Regions from separate parts of the Mus musculus genome. Here region 2 is linked to region 1. Evidence: chromatin contacts called from public Micro-C data. All regions are on one chromosome and are shown on one strand. The core of a region is the stretch at or near the end of the contact, and the rest is flanking DNA. Distances in the headings are between cores, read along the strand shown. Region 1 holds the start of Tpd52 (tumor protein D52). Region 2 has its middle 39 kb from the start of 4930539M17Rik.

Region 1 (3,330 bases), core at 398-2,897:
CTGTAGAAAACCTGACGTTTGAAAGAAAACAGAATTATTGTCCTTTCTGTGCAGGGCTTCACTACATAGCCCAAGCTGTAGTAGTCCTCCTGCCTCAGCCTCTTTGGGTCTGGGATTTCAAGGATGAGCCATTGCACCTCTTTGTGACAATTCATGGTTTCAATTAAACAGCAAGCATTCGTAACTGCCAAAATCTTGTTGTCTTTAAGGAGGAAACTATAAATATTTTTGTTAAAAATAAATTCTCAAAAAGTTTAAATTAGACAAAGGCATTCCCTAGAGTACACACGACTACCTAAAAAGAACAGAAACGAGAATCAGTCATAAATTGAGATGAATATGGATCATCTTAGAGATTTTGAAGACTAGTCATACACTGGAATTTCTGCTCATCATTAAAATGGTTTGCTTTTGGGGGCTGGAGAGATGGCCCTGGGTTAAGATTGTTTACTGCTCTTACAGAGGACCCAGGTTCAGTTCCCTGACTTCATATAGTGCGTCATAACTGCGTGTTGGTCCTAGGGGATTCTGTCAACCTGTTCTGACTCCTACTGACATGAACTCGAGCCCACACAAACAACACAATAGAAAGCTCAGGCCTTACATTTCAGAGACTATAAATAGATTCCAGAGATTATGTATTGTTTTTGTGTTTTTGAGATGGGGTCTCTCATTGAAGTCCCAGCTAGCTTCATGGCAATCCCCCTGTCTCAGGTTTCTGAGTAATGTGATTATGGCATGAGCCACCATGCCTGGCTTGACCTATTTCCTCCTTTTAACTTAGTTCCACCAAGGGCCTGCAAGCGCTGTTGGGTCACAGCAATAGCCATGGAGAGAGCATGAGCAGGGTCTCTGGAGGCCTGGGATGGAGGAAGTGGACTTGGTGATTGTAAAGTTTTACCAGCCAGCTCCCTTTCTGCCTGGAGGGTGTGCCAAAGAAACAAGTTCTTTGTAGAGCCCTGAGGGCATGCCTGACTTTGCTTAAACAAAGGAGCTGAAACACCCCCTGCCCCCAGCTGTGGGAGTTTCAGCCCCCCCACCCCCCACCCCGGAAGCGGTGGGAGCTGCCTGCACCTTCCAGCTACTTCCTATGAAAACCTCATTCTTCCAAAGAGTCAGTTTAAAATTGTTTGACAGTTATTCAGATTCTGCTTTAGAAAAAAAAAAAAGGATGATGGGTCTAGCTTTATTTTTGTATTAGGTTCTGCTTAAAAGGCTGCTTGCTAAACACGGGATGCCAAGCTCTCAGAATCCTGTATAATATAGGGTGCAAGAAAAGTATCACCCAGATGGCATTTTCGGGGAGATTACTGACAGATAATCCTCTCTTGTCCTAGAAGATTAAGTCTGCCCCGCCGACGATGTGGTCAGATGACCGGTCTAAAAAAGTTGTATTTTAAACAATATTCCTGCTAGTGTCTAGTGTTTGTACAACTGAATGGGGCTCCAGAGTGGGGGGCCTCCTTTGTGTACAGAGGGAAGGCCACTCCCTCTGCCCCGGTTATTCTTTGTTCAGTGAATTAGCGACAGGTGGTGACTAGGGCCCTCCTAAGGGAGGAGTCACTACAGACCTGCTCGTGGGAGCCGGAGCCACGCCGGGGCCGGAGCTGGGCGGGGCTTTAAGCCCGGTTCCTCTGGGCCGGAGCTGGGCGGGGCTTTAAGCCCGGTTCCTCTGGGCCGGAGCTGGGCGGGGCTTTAAGCCCGGTTCCTCTTCTCACCTGGGCTGCACAGGTCAGCCGGATCTCCCTCAGCCCGGGGCTCCCAGGCTGCCGCAGCGCCATGCTCGCCTTGCTCGCTGCCTTCAGCTAGCATGGAGTGCAGAGATATGGAGTTGGCTGATGATTACCAATCCCCCTTTGATTTTGATTCTGGAGTGAACAAGAACTACCTCTACCTCTCTCCAAGCGGGAACACCTCGCCGCCTGGTTCACCTACACAGAACGTTGGTAACTATTTGTGTAGTGAGTTCCCTCTGCTGTGTTCTTCAACATGGGAAGTTATTTTTGGTTGTTAACTGTTTAGAGTGGGACAATGAATTTTAAAGTTGGCACCGTCTGTTTCTATGCTCCTTAGAGGTCTGTGGATGTGCGGTGATGGTGAATGACACGGAGGGTCTTGGGGTCAAATAGTGGGTACAGTTTTAAAATCTGCCTAGGCAGTGTCTTAGTAAAGGATGCTTAGGCATTCAAAACCGTTCACCACACTCAAGGGCCTGGTGAGTGTGCTACAATAACACCACAAGTATCAAGGTGAAGATAGGCTTGGGTTTTCCCTTGGGAGACCAAAAGCCATGTAGACAAATAGCTATGTACACCTCACAGTTTCCAAAAGGGAAAATGAAAAACCACCACACCTTTGGAAGCAGCTGTTTCTTCCCATGTGGGACACGGATTTGTTCACAAGGCGGAAACCAGGCTGTGACAGTCTGAATTGATCCCCACATAGGGTCCAGCAGAAGTGGGGACAGCCTCCTTCCCAGCTTGCAGGAAGGATCCTATTGCTTGCCAAGAAGAGGAGATGGCTTAATGAACTCCTCTGTCAGAGTCAAGGAAGCAACTTGGCTTTCCCAGAAGAAGTTAATTATTTCCTTACTGTGGAGAATTGGTTACGTTTTGTTCTTTTTAAACAGTAGAGCTTGGGAAACCTAGAAGACAGTGAAGGACAGACTGTGGCACCTCTGATCCAAGCTGCTGGGGGTTTGGACGTTTGCAGGGCACAGGTGTGTGCTAACACAGCATGCTTCAGTGCTTGGTTATAGCAGCCACCTTTGAGGTATAGTCTGGATTTTCAGAAACCCACATATGTTGATAGTTTCAGGCTAACACTGCCCTCTAGAAGTTGGAAGCTGTTAGTAATGTCTGTGGGAGACAGGGCATGGGAAAAGCATTTTTCTTCTCATTTTCACACTTCCCTTGCCTGTGACCCATGTGGGATCTCTGGGCTTCCCCGTTACCCAGCACTTAAGAGGGGGGATGACCTAGTTCTAACTTGTGGGCTTGTGAATCAGAGCAGGGCTCACAGTGGGGACGGTGGGGCTGTCATTAAGGCTTGAGAGTGGGCGGAGTGGCAGGGTCCCCAGCAGGGACTGGGGAAGATGCCCTGCATCCTTTAGTTCTTGCCGGCTGCGTTATTAGTGTGGCCACTTCTCAGTGCTCTCTGTTAGAACAGCAGCCAGCATGGCTGAGCGTGCTTTTGGGTGGTGGGGTTAATGAAGTCTGTAATTGAAAAGAGGGACCTGGAACCTGCTACTTAAAAGTTAATCTGGATTTTGGCCAATGTGTACCTCTTCCCTCCCTTTCATCGTCCTCTCTCCTCCCTCCCTCCCTCTCC
Region 2 (3,330 bases), core at 493-2,992, 140 kb before region 1:
GAAAATCCCCTTCTTTCCACAGCCGTCACAAACACGAGGAAGCCTTTAGTCTGCTTAGGAGCAACTTGCCTGTTAACACTTGTATGCGGCAAATACCAAACATTTGTATGTGTTCTTAACAGACATGGAAGGGTTCATGGTCACCAGAGGAGACTGCTGGACAAGCCCTTCTATCTGTGATCTCCTTTGTTTTATTTACCTAATTATCTATTTATTTACTTACTCATTTTAGTTAAAACCAAAAGGGAAGAAACGTGAGTTGGATCTATGTACTTACTAGGCTTGTATTCAGCTTTCTCTATGGCAGGCCTATGCTGAGTTCAGGGACAAATATGTAATATAGACTACATTAAAAGGTGGCCTTTTATTTGGCACACGGAGAACAAACCTCAGAGAGATAAAAATAGGCAGATGTTCTCAGCCCCTTGCCTTCGCCCCAGGACATACCTTGTTCATTCCTTGCAGTGGACCTGACCATACCCACCTCTACTTGGTCTGTAGGCAGAGCTTTATATCCCAGCCCATGAGTGTCAGTGGGATGGAAGGGAATACAAGTGACTCCTACTTACCAATACCGGGAGGGCTGTAGCTGAGTAGAAGACAGATTACTTAGCAGGCCTGAGACTCTAGGACCTATCCCAGGCACACAGAGGAAAGGGCCTGATGGTGCAGACCTGTAACCCCAGCTGTCCTGAGGCTGACAGACGCCTGTGTGGACAATTGAGCAGATCGGAATAGAATGGTTAAGGCTCTAGGTCAGTGATGGAGGGCTTGTCTAACATATGCAAGCTCAGGGTCCAGTCTGCAGTAAGAGAAGGATCAAAGCCAAAGCTTGTGACATCTGTGCTGCCGATCTAATGCACACTAGGAATAAGGCACGAGTTCTAGAGCCTCCTTGTATCGATCACCTGAGCTCACACCCACAAGTGTGTAAATTACGAGCTCTGCCTCCCGCCATTTTCCACACTGGGGTTTAGCAAGTTGTGGCTTCTTGTCCTGTGCCACTAAAATAGTGGAGAGATGTTCCAGTGGAAGCCAGTTTGAGCCCCACATACAAGGTGTTCTTTTATATATTATTTACGGTGCAGGGGATGGAACCTCTGGCTTCTCGTGCTAGGCAAGAGTTTTTCCCCACCTCCATATGCAGGATTTAAAAGAGACAGACATAGGGAAGAGGACTTTTAAAAAGGAAGGTCACACTTATTTTTTTTTAAAGTAGTCTGTTTCTGAAGAATTTTGAATGTTGGCAATAGAGCAAGTCACATGAGCTATGTCAGTTGCCTCCCACCCCACCCCTACCCCCAGGAAGAAACCCCTTCTCCACACCTCATTCCCCCAAGATTGGATTTAGATAAATTTACCAGCTAAACCACCCTGAAGATTGCAGAACAATTGGCCTACAGGTGTGGCTAGGAAAAGCCTGGAATTCTCAGGGGTCACCTGAGTGTGGATTTTACATAGCCTCCCTCTGTTCTCCCTGGGGACAGGTCTCTCCCTCTCCCCACCTGCATTATCTATGGAAAGGTTCCTTAGAGCCTGTTTGCAGATTCCCCAACACTCCCCCCTCCACCCAGTCCCCACCCCTCCCACCCCCACCCATTGCACCCTGGCGAGTCCCCGCTGGGCTGGTTCCCAGAACCTCTGAGCTCAAAGGCAAGAGCAGGGTGGGGTGACTTCCCTCCCTGCAGGGAATTCCAGCAGGCCCTCCCCTGGGCTTCTGCTCAGCCCCATTCCCTTGCAATAAGGAAGTTTAAACAATTCTGACTTTGCACCCTACCCTGACAGAGCTCCACTCTGTCCCACAGGCACCAAGGTACACCCTGCATATTTTCACATCTGACTTTAAAGACACCCCAAATAAAACTGACGCTAACATCCATGATCAAAAAGTCCAGTGTTTTCTAAAGAGAAGCATTAAAGAATGACTGTATTAGTATTAACTAAAAAAGTGTAACACGTTATGTCTGATCAGTGATTCATTATATATAACATTAATTGCTTGGTTATATTTGGGCCTGATGAACATTTTTATTGATTGCCTAGCATCTACGACCTATGACATGCTTGCGCGGTACACTTTTAGTCAAATCAGACCAGGCTTTGTTCTCAAAGAGCAGGAAGCCCTTCAGAAAGAGAGCCACGTGCAAATATAAGAGTCTTGGGGAACGAGCTGGAGCAGTAAAGTAATTCAGTGTGGAATGCTTGCCCAACACAGTAAAACCCTAGGTCCAGCTCCACCAGCAAGACAAACCGCCATTATCCTCCTCCTCTTCTTCATCTTCACAGAGAGTTCAACACGCAACAGTTGCAGGGGAGAGCGAGGAGAGCTGTGTCTGAGGGGCTTCTAATGCCCCCAACCATGAGGGCCTGGTTCTCTTTCTTTGCTCCATGGCTCAAGACAAAGCCGTCTCTTGAGACCTTTCTTCTTTCCTGCATTTATTCACTCACTGGTTCATTAAGCAGTGTTCTTTTCCAGGTATGGTGGTATACACCTGTAATCCCAGCATTTGGGAGGCAGAGGAACTCAAATTATCTAGGGTTCAAGACCAGCATAGGCTCCATCACAAGATCTTATCTCAAAAGACGAACAAACAAAAATGTTCTTGTTTGACCTTGGCCATGGCATAGGCCTTGGGAAATGGCAAAGTCTCAACCTCTTGAGGTTTGTCCCTGATCAGGGGAGGCAAGTCAGGAAAAAAAAAGCCTTATAACCATGTTACTAAAATAACTTCACGTGAAGGCTAGAGATGGCCTCACCAGCTGACACCGTGATTTTGATCTCTAGAACCCATATAAAAGCTGGGTGCAGTAGCCTGCACCTCTAATTCCAGGACTCCTATGGGCAAGATGGGACTCAAGACAGGAGAATCGTCTGGAATGCCTAAAAAACATAGTACAGCAAGAGAGACTGCCTTGAAACAGGGCAAGAACTGACCCCTGAAAGTAATTTTCTGACCTCTATACACAGGCAGTAGTGTGAGTGCACACACACAGGACCCCACACACGCACAGGATAGCATGGGTGGGCACGAGCACATGCACGCACATGCGCACACACACACACAAATAAAAGAGTGAAAAATAATTTCGGGTGATAACTGCTGGGAAGACCATGGGCAGCGGCATTAGCCAGGGTGTTTGGAAATCAGAAGTTCAGGACTGAGGACTTCCCCAGCAAAGGAAGACCTTTCTCTTTGAAACAGTCTCACTTGTGTAGCCCTGGCTGGCCTGGAACTCACCATGTAGACCAGGCTGGCCTCAAACTCACAGAGAGCCACTTGCCTTTCCCACCCCCTTCTATCCCTCCGCCTCACTCCACCACAGTGCTAA

Evidence for each region. A called contact is a pair of places that touch in the nucleus more often than the background predicts.
Region 2: a Micro-C map of embryonic stem cells shows a contact between it and region 1, with 2.1 times the contacts expected there. The contact joins the enhancer-like site here to the promoter of Tpd52 in region 1. A contact is called at or near these places in 2 of 484 Hi-C or Micro-C datasets (embryonic stem cells and nephron progenitors), 3 of 115 datasets of contacts at active chromatin or transcription factors (all in embryonic stem cells) and 2 of 9 other capture datasets (adipose tissue and embryonic stem cells).

What each region holds. Positions count from the first base shown.
Region 1 is chr3:8,962,463-8,965,792 of GRCm38.p6, reverse strand. Tpd52 (tumor protein D52) reads left to right here and starts at 1,647. Exons shown (of 6, transcript NM_001025262.2): 1 at 1,647-1,946. The coding sequence starts at 1,811.
Region 2 is chr3:9,099,788-9,103,117 of GRCm38.p6, reverse strand. No RefSeq gene overlaps it. Among named protein-coding and RNA genes, the nearest start is that of 4930539M17Rik, 39 kb to the right of the region's middle. Within about 2 kb of position 1,742, at least 24 of the 459 cell types and tissues checked have an H3K27ac peak or open chromatin away from gene starts, as enhancers often do. A contact at or near this core is called in embryonic stem cells, where this site is marked.